2 separate regions of the Capsicum annuum genome follow, and region 1 is linked to region 2. A link is a contact called in public Hi-C data. All regions are on one chromosome and are shown on one strand. Each heading gives the region's core, a stretch centred on a gene start, on an enhancer-like site or on the middle of the called end of the contact. The rest is flanking DNA. Distances are from core to core; before and after follow the strand shown.

Region 1 (5,592 bases), core at 1,405-3,904, 250 kb before region 2:
TTAAAAACATCAAGAGTCGCTTCACCATCCTTCTCGCACAGCCGCGCTGAGGCCTTTGAAGCGATCATTTCCCTAAATCTTTATCGCTTCAGGTCTTTGGAACGCAACAGCCTCGCATTGCTTCGCTTCACCGCTTCAAACGCTGAAGCACTCGCTGTCCTGAACACTGGTGTACATACTACCATTCCTAGACCTCACTTGTGGGACTACACTGAGTATGTTGTTGTTGTATTCATTGCATGGCCACACACTCATAATTTCCTTTCATATTGTTTTTATATATGTTTTACTTAGGCTGAGGGTCCATTAGAAATATCCTCTCTAAAATTACAAGGTAGAGGTAAGGTTGTGCACACACTACCATCCCCAAACCCCACTTGTGGGACTATATTGGGTATGTTGTTGTTGTATTCATTGCATGAACACACAATTTATAAGCAAAGACTAAGTGGTCATGAAGAGCATAGACGACAACTCTGTGATCTAGCGCTGCCTTCATGAAATTCATCTATCATCCTTGTATTTAGTAAATATTATGGAATCCATACACAACTTTTTACGTCCAAAATAGATTCCAGACACTAAGGTGTTCATCGTCAAATATGTTAAATACCATAATGGAGGACAGGACATGATGAAGGCACTTAACTTACAGTTCACCTAATATTATTCATCTATCTCAGAAAAAATTTCACCCAATACTATTCATCTACTCGGAAAAAGATTCACCTAATACTTATACATCTGACAGAAATGTAAGGTAAGGCTGCGTACAATACACCCTTGTGGTGGGGCCCTTCCCCGGACACCGCGCATAGCGGAAGCTTTAGTGCACCGGCCCGCCCCTTTTTCTTTTTTACTTATTCATCTATACAGAAACAATTCACATAATACTAAAAATAACCTTTAGTACATTTCTGCACAAATCTCTCTGGTTTTTTGGGTAGGGGATGGGCAGGAGAGCGTCCCATGAGGTAGCCAAGGAATTTGGAAAAAGAAAGCTGCTAATGCAAATAGCTAACTTTATTTTCTGCAAAGCTGCCTAACATCAATTTTAAATCAAATCATAGGTATCAAATAAGAGACCCTTCAGGAGAGCAAATACCCAACTCTGTAGATTCAGTTTGAAAAGATAAAAGAATATAGTCGAGGACCGCAAAAGATACCATCCTACTTCTAAATTAAATTTGAGGAGAGGAAATAGGTGTGGACAAAGAGAAGCATAAAAGAATGAGAAATAGGGATTATTTTACTAGTTCCATTAGTACACAAAAGAGAGAAATAGTAAGGCAAGTAATTCAAAATATTCCCCTTCCAAGTCGTGTCTCGTCCCTTGGACCAGAGATAACGTTAATGAGAGACCATTACACCAGCATAGGTTGATATAGAGGATATAGGGCTATTAAAGAGAAGAATAATTGATTATACAGAGGGAAGAGAAGAGAACCATGTATGAGTACGAGATCATCAGCAAAGCTTATAAAGATCTGCCAGAAGTTGTTAACTAGCAACACACTATAAACTGTGCTAGTACAAATTCAGAATATAGAACAAAAAAATTAAACAACTTAAAAGGAAGAGTTACTACCTCAATTTCAATTTGTTTGACCTACTTAACTTTTTAGTCCGTTTAAAAAAAGAATGACCCTTTTCCTGTTTAGCAACGGCTTAATTTCAATTTTCCATGAGGCACATTTAAACCACGACTAAAGGATATTTTAGTACATTTGACATATCTTTAGTTTAAGACCACAAAATTTAGAAGTATTCTTTATTTTTAAAACTCCGTGCCAAGTTAGGTCAACTAATTGAAATGAAGGAAGTATTATTTACATATAAGGGTTTAATCCTAATATCATCACCCTAAACACTAGACTTGAGCCCAACTATAGTGGGTGTTTGGGAATAGAAAAAAATTCTAAAACAAGCCAATTCCCACTTACCTGTACTCTTGTTGGTAGCTGAAACTACTGGTGGCCTCATTAATTTGAATGCAAAAACTTTATCCAGACTATGTAGCTGATAACAGCCTTCAAACTAATTATAAACGAAATCATCAAATCAAGATGTATGGAGATTTTTAGTCAAACCAGACATACAAGAATTGGGAAAATCATAAAACCGGTTAGTCATCAGCACTAATTAAATTCAAAGAAGAAGTAACCCTAGCAAAGACAAACTCAGCACTTATCCACTACAACTAAATTTCACATAAAACTCCAGCATCAACAATCAAGAAACCCAATTCTACTCAAACCCAGATGAAATTTAAAACTAAAATTGTAAATATTAACTACACAACTTAAATGAAAAAAAAAACAGCTAGAATTAAGGCTTAAAAATTGAAAAAAAAAAAAATCTAAAAGAGCTGGTCGTACCACAGATCTTGATGGGTGCGTCGAGCTCAAGAAGATTAGGCTGCTGCAAGAAAATCTCTTTAGACTTGAGACAGAGCTGTCTGATTTCAGCCTCGGAAAGTTGAACTTGTTTACCAGGTCTACCACGTACTTCAAGCAACCGATTGATTATATCATCAAGTGCCAAAATATCCATGTTCCTAAACTTGGCATACAACCAACAAACAAACAAAAAAGAAAAGGGGGAAAAACTTGAAGATTGATAAACAAGTAGAAGGAGAAGGAGAATAAAGGTGTAGTGGACAAGTGGACTAGTAGTCTACCATAGAGAAAGAACTTCTTTTTACTATCTTTTGGTTGTTTTTGAAAATGGATTTTTGTGTGCGCGACATTCGTGTCTATCGTTGGCTTGTGGAAAGGGGGAGACCGCGAGAGAAAGAGGGAGATAATAATAGGGGTAGGGCAAACCTCTCTACAAAAATTAATTGTTCCCACGCGGTGTTGTTATCAATCAAACGAATACAACACACGATATTTTTCAACCAAATTCTTTTTGTTTCTTTCATTTTCTTAAATAAGATTTATAACTTAATTATTATTGCGATTAAGTAGGCACTTGGATAAGCCATTTGGAATCACGACTTCAAATTAGAGGTTGGACAAGTAGGTTCCGTACATCTAAATTATTTTTATATAAGTTTAATTGCCTACTTGAGCACAAACAAATTGGAGTTGAAATCAAGTTAAAGAGTATGTTTATTAGTTATGCTGATTAAGAATATCACACAAGAGTATATTCACAAAAAGATCAAGACATCAAATATCTTAAAGTCGAATTGATCAACTAACCGTTCTTCCTCAAGATCAATTCGAAATATCGAAGTGGTGTCCGACATTCTTGTCAATTAAATTGTCACAATCCAAAAATTCACAGTCATAATAACACCTACACTATCCCATCGCTAATTAAACCAATCTTCCACCCCAGTTAAATATCAAAATAATTAAGCATAAATAATAATATAATCGGAAGTAATTTTCTAAATCCAAGTTGTCATAGATAGAACAAAAGTGCGGAAGTAATAAATAAAACCCAAAACCTAGTGTCACCAGAATAAGACCATTTAAAATTGAATACAACCATTTCAATAGCGATAAATCAGTCTGAAATAGTAAAGACATGATAAGTAACGATAAAGGGAGCCTGAAAACACTCTAAATGTCAACTAGCTCATTAAAGCTTCCGAAGAGGTATCACATAAGACATAGTACCAACTAGATGTGCTAGAACTGGGATATGTTGGTGAAAACTACAATTACAATTAAAAAATAAAATGAAGAAGACAAATTATTTTCACAAGTCCAGTAGTAATATTCTTTACTTGTCCCCTTCAGGATCAATAACCTAAGAACACTTTATAACTCAATAACTCTGGACAAAAGTTAAATCTAAAGATCCTCAAAAAGAACAACTCTCTTCAACTAAATAAACTCTATTTTTTACTAACTTTTATGCATTCTATTTTTTCTTGTTTTACTCAATATAAAGCAAGATCATGTTATTTTTAAGTAAGAATGATACATGTATTGGTTGCAGTAAAAAGCAAGAAGGATAAAAAGATCAAGAGGATTGAGTTTGAGCTGAGGCTGAAGTGAAGTAGACTATTTTACTGTTACATTGCTCTACTGTTGATTAGTTTGTTATTACTGTAGCTGTTGGTTACTGTCACTGTAGAAAATTTCAATTGTTAATTAGTTAGTTAGAGGTAGTTATTGGGGTTACTTTGTCTATAAATACTACCAGTTGTACTTTCAGAATTCAGTGATTGATAATACAAAATTTTTCTCTCCTTAAATCTCTCTTCTTCTCTAATTAGTTGAGTTCTTGGAATTTTCATCCCTGATCAGCCATAGTTATTCATCCTTAAGCTGTAGTATCCATTTACATGCATCAATTGGTATCAAAGCCACTCGAGCCTTGGCATGATGGTTACCAGAAACAAGGGTCAAGATAAGAGTGTTGAAGAAGTAGATGATAGGTGGGGTCAAATCCAAATCCAAGAACAATTAAAACAGTTGATGGAAGGCATGACTGCCATGAACGACAAGCTGAAAAGGAATTGAATAACTTGAAAGCAGCAATACATCAAATAAGTGGTGGGGAAAAGGAGAAAGAACAAGCAAGAGTTGAATCCTCTAAAGTAGGATTCAGCAAGAGACCAGGCAATAGGATCATCACACCAATTCTGGTAACTTTCTTACTAGGCGTTCTAAAGTAGAATTTCCTAAATTTTTGGGATATGACCTTCGTACTTGCTTTTATAAAGTAGATCAGTTATGAGATCAAGAAGTTCTAGGGTAGAACCTTCTTGGACTGAATATGTACTAGCCTTAAATGAGAGATTTGGAGATGACTTTGAAGATCCTATGAAGGAATTGAAAAAGTTAACTCAAACTGGTAGTGTGAAAGAATATCAGGCTGAGTTTGACAGATTATTAACTGCTGTGAATTTATTTGATGAGAATGCTATTAGTTGTTATCTAGGGGGTTACAACTTGAATTAAATAAAGCTGTTAGGATTCAGGCACCAAGGACACTGATGCAGGCCTATAAGATCACTAGACTGCAAGAAATTGTATTTGAAGCACAGGCTCAAACATGGGGGTTTAAGGTGCAAGAAAGGTATAATCAGGGCCCTATTTTGCCTACTTTTAGTCACACTAAAACTCCAATTATTCAAAAATAAATGACAGCCAATCCTTCTTACAAGAGACCAGTGGAGTCAAGTAGTAACAGACCTCCATATAAAGTTAATACTAATGGCAATGGAAGAAGATTGACCGCAGTAGAAATGGATGAGAAGAGGTCTAAAGGACTGTGTTTTTTTGTGATGATAAATATGTCTTTGGTCATAAGTGTAACACCAAGAGACAAATTTTTAAGGTAGATGTGGTAGAGGATGTCTCAGATGTAGAAGATGCAGAAAAATTTTCAACTCATGAAGATAAAATTGAACTAGATGAATTGATGACTATATCCTTGTAAGCATTTACTGGTGTGACAGGTTATCAAACCTTAAGGGTAACATGATATCATAAAAAAAAATTGCAGGTCTTGATTGACATTGGTAGCACACACAATTTTATTGATCAAGAGGTTGCCGAGAATTTAGGTTGTAGAACTACTTCTATAATGACACAATCAATCAGTGTTGCTGATGGAAGAAAGGTACAA
Region 2 (4,792 bases), core at 891-3,390:
AAGATAAAACAGAAGGTAAAAATTACAAAGATAAATAGAAAGTAAGTAAAAAAGAAGACAGTAAAACAAAATGAAGTGAGGTTTATTGGAAAATGACACACAGAGCATAAGGAAAAAGTAGCAGCCAAACAATATTGTAGGTGTTTGTGTAACTGTATTTTGGACTAAAGAGAGGGGTTCTAGAGATGAAGAAATGGCAGCTGGAGGAACACCAAGGAAACTAAGTACGCCCGCTCGGAGTTTTTTTCCAGTACCTCTTGCTTTCCAAAAAAGAAATCTATAAAGTCTTCGATAGGATTGGCTGCATCTTCCCTCAAGTCATGATTTCATGGTGGAATCTCTTGAAAGAGAAAAACATGAATGTCTTCTCTCCCTGATTTGTAGTTCTCAGTGGGAAGCCTAGAGGGACAGGTGGGAAGAGAGAAGGGGGGATATGGAGTTAAACCAGGTATAAGTGGAGGATAAGCGATAAGGGGAGTCATCCTATTGGATTGAAAATCTTGATTGAGCTGCAGCTTCTGATTGAGGGTAGTGTTGAGGCACTTATACAAGAAATTAATTTAGGAGCTGAGCTTAAAGAGCTGAAATGGCTACTCAAGGATCTTAAATCTGAGAATTTAGCTAGAGAAGAAGAGAGTCAAGAAAGAAGTATTATTCATGAATGATAATGTATACGAGTGTAACATGAATTAATATTGAACTTATGGTAAAAGTGAAATCCAAATCTAAGAATATGTATTATACAATTTGAAGATTATACAAAATGGAGGGTGCACTTGTTCAATTGAATCACTTAAGATCTTAATGAAAAAAAGTAAAATAACTTCTTATAGACTTAGAAAATACAAATACAAAAGTAGAAACAATAATTGGACTACAGAATGTGACTGTACTATAAGGTCTTAATTGAATTGACCAAGCAAACTCGAATTGATGTAACATAAAAATGGGTCATTCTTTTTTGTATAATTATTTAGCAAATAATTATATCTTTATTTCTCTTGCAACTTATTAATTTATAATTTAGATCAAGGTCTAAAGTTTTATTTTTGAACAAACTGGAAATTTTAGGATAGAATATTAGTAGAGAGAAATGAGTAAAATTGGATAACTGTCACTACAGTGCTAACTAACTAACTCTGGGATTGTTCTAACTAACTTTGGGACACATGAACAGTGCTAACTATAATTATTTTTTGAAATTAACTTGCAATCCATGCCGCTAATTCGATTATGTCATAAATTCTTTCCTTGACCTTCTAATCTCTTCTCAATTGCATAAACTTCCATCAAAGTGTTTGCTTGTGTCTTTAGGAACAGGTGATACTAGAAGTCCTGGAAGTTCTGGCAAAGGAGGTAGCCTTGGGAGAGGTGGAATCAAAACACCTAGTGGATCTTGAATTGGTGGGTAAAATGTAGGTTGGGATTTGAAATTGCAGACTTTTGAAGATATGTTGATTTCTTTTTAGTACTTTGGATGCTTGGCTTTTGGCTGCAAAGATTTTGCTAATTGAGAGGTTTGAAAGTAAAGATACCAGCAGAGAATATGTGTCCTTTTTTCTCTTGACTTGAGATGAAGAGAAGGTTAAGTTGATGTCGACGCAATAGCACAACACGGCTCGCTGCTCTTAATCAGTTTCACAAAACATGCCTTGATTTTCTTGACATGTTTTGCTTATATATATGTATGAGAATATTAATATTTATTGTCATATCATATTTATTGGGCCCGTGAACGCACGGACATCCATCGTCTAGTATGCTAATGTTTATTAGTCACCAAGAGTGTGAATAAAAGATGTTACCATTAAAAATATTTTTCTGAAAAATAAATGAATGCTTACTTATTTTCTTATGTTTGCTTGGTGAATAAAAGATATTTTTTAAAAATATGTTCTAATATTTGATTGGTGAATGAAAAATATTTTTTAGAAATAATTGTGATTATAGAGAAAGAGACATGGATTTAGTTACCTTAAATACAAGGACGCGTTCTTTATAATTGCTAGGCATAAAAAAACCACTGTTTTTCAGTCAAATAAAATTTTAGTATTTTCCCCCTAAAATGTTATACTAGTCAATTAAGTGGATATATAGTATTGTGGTAATGACTGTTCCACTTCTTACTTTTATTTTAATTTAATTAGAAAATCAAATTTTGTAACGTCTACATCAAAAATAATGAAATTACCTTAAGTACAAGTGTCTTTGCCATAACAAGATTACTTCTGAAATGATGCAATCAAGAAATTAAGTGAGCGTTTGATCATGAAAATAAAAAAACACTTCACTTTATTTGAAATTTTTAATTTGAAGTTGAAGTTATGATTGATCATATTTTTTACATTAAATATTTAAAATTTAAATATATTTTTAAAACAAATATAAAATATCATTTAAATAAAATAATTATATGAAAATAAAAAAAAAATTAGACTAGTTGAAATGGTCAAACAAAGATTAAACAAAACTAAAGAAGAAATTAAGTTAAAACTAACTATGTGCATGCCCAGGGGATTGGGGATATAATCGCAGTTTTGTTGGGCGCGGGGTGGGTGCAGTAATGAATCTCAGGCCTCTAGCACCCAGATGTTTTTATTGAGAGTTGTTTGTAGACTCTTTTTTGTCTGGAAAATGACTTATTTGGGTTATTGGTTAAGTCATTTTTCACAAATTATATTTTAGAAATATAAGTTGTCCATGTTAACCCCACACTCTCACTATATGCTTTAATAAAGACAAAATAATAAACAAATATCTTGTAGGATGCACTGAAGATACAGAAGATTAAACGAGATTCAAGAATCGATTCAAGATATCCAAGAATATCTTGCAAAAGGAAGAAAGCATCCAATAGCAAGATGATCGATGCTAAACTTGGGAACAGTATCAATCATGGAACCTACTGGCTCCCTGAATCAATCACCACAGTAGCAAAAAGAAAGAAGACTGCATCTCTTATATGGATATATCTGATATGAACGTGTATGGATGTGATAAGAATATTATCATATATGGATATATCAAATATGGACATACTATATAGTATCATCCCTCAATCAAGGAACCAATTCAAATCCATGATTGAGACGAAATCTCTTGGGTTTCCTTATGAAGAAAAGAAGTTGGAGCAGCTGAAGAGTATAAAAGAAAAGGACTGAGGATCGAAGCACTCATGCAAGTGCAAGAAAATACCTTAGTGTGTCTTAATCTTAGTCTCCATAAAACTTTGTACTTCTTAAAGTTCACAATAGTTACATAAGAGCAAGATCGGGTCAACTTTCTATTGAGGCTATGTCACAATATCTGAAAACCAAAATAGGTTTTAGAACTTATTTACTATTCATGTACTTGACTCCACTTTGAAAAGATCTAAGGAAACTTTGAAACCCAAGGGGACTGAAAGTAGGCACCACATTGATGTTCCGAACTAGGATAAATCTTTGCATTCTTATTTTCAATTATTTATCTTCTTGCTTATTTGCTTAAATCTAATCTTCTTTGTTAAGAATACTAATTTATAGGTGAGTCGACTGTGAGTACTTGTCATTCAACTCAAAGGAATTTCTTAATTCACCCCTCTCTTGAATTTCAATTAGTATCAGAGCAGGTCTCACCAATAGTATTTCTTAACCGCACGTGAGTAATGATGAAATGGTGAATTACCAAATTTCAGGTGCTTTTCTTCAAGACAGTCACTCCTCCACAAGGCCACCATACTTTAATGGACAACACCACTCCTACTGGAAGAATAGATTCAGCATCTACGTCCAATCTAATGACTTCCAAGGATGAGTTGTCATTAAGAAAGGACCTAAACCAATTCCAAGACTAGGACCTAAACTAATTCCAGGACTAAAGGAAAATAAGAAGGACAAGGAATCAAGTAATACTGATGTAGAGGACCTTGAAAACTTTGAAGTCACCAAAGAACAACAAGAGGTAATTCAAACTAATGCACGAGCTATTAGTTTACTCCTTTGTGCAGTAAGCGGAGAAGAATACGATAAGATATCAACTTGTGAAACCACAAAAGAGATGTGGGACAAACTGAAAGTAACCTATAAAGGAACCACTAAAGACAAAAATTCAAAGATCGTTGTTCTGGTCAATGAATACCAGCTTTTCAAAATGGAAGAAAATGAAAATATGGAATTAATGTTTGCCAGATTCAGCAAAATTATATGTGACCTGAAATCACTAGGGATAATTTATCCACACATCTTAAAAGTCTAGAATCTTGTCAGAAGCCTCCCTAAAGTGTGGGAAATCAAAGTTACCATCTTAGAAGACAGAGACCTCCATAATATAACATATGCTGAACTACGAGGTAATCTTATTACCGATGAATAAAATTATATCAATAGGTACAACAAGGAGGAAAAGAAGAAACCAGTAGCCTTCAATACTGTACCAACTGAAGAAGAAGATCTCCTAGAAGAAGCCAATAGTGAAGGAATGACTCTCATAAACCGCGGAGTAAGGCAGATCTTAAAACAGAGACAACAGAGACCTCAAGAATTCAAAAGCAATGAATCAACAAGGAATAATGATTGTTGTTATTACTGTGGAAGGACAGGTCACTTTAAACAAAATTGTTCAGAATTAAAAAATAGATCATCCAGAAAAAACAAAAACTTTGGGGCTTGGTGTGATGAAGACGAAACTGAGGATAAGACAGAAGCAGCCAATATGTGCTTCATGGCAAAAGGTGAATCAAGTGAGGTAAGACCATCTAACTATCATATTTGTAATATTCTTGAATCAAATTTAGATATGATAATCGATAAGA

What was found. Hi-C and Micro-C count contacts between places; a contact is called where the count stands out from the background.
Region 1: a contact with region 2 is called in a Hi-C map of leaf, with 2.4 times the contacts expected there. The contact joins the promoter of LOC107873196 here to the enhancer-like site in region 2. A contact is called at or near these places in 3 of 5 Hi-C or Micro-C datasets (leaf and placenta).

The regions. Positions count from the first base shown.
Region 1 is chr6:140,021,164-140,026,755 of UCD10Xv1.1, reverse strand. LOC107873196 (serine/threonine-protein phosphatase PP1 isozyme 2) reads right to left here and starts at 2,654. Exons shown (of 4, transcript XM_016719944.2): 1 at 2,379-2,654. The coding sequence starts at 2,553.
Region 2 is chr6:139,775,374-139,780,165 of UCD10Xv1.1, reverse strand. LOC107873197 (a long non-coding RNA gene) reads left to right here. Exons shown (of 2, transcript XR_001675168.2): 2 at 1,315-1,855. Among protein-coding and RNA genes, the nearest start is that of LOC107873197, 4.3 kb to the left of the region's middle. Within about 2 kb of position 2,140, at least 3 of the 5 cell types and tissues checked have an H3K27ac peak or open chromatin away from gene starts, as enhancers often do. A contact at or near this core is called in leaf, where this site is marked.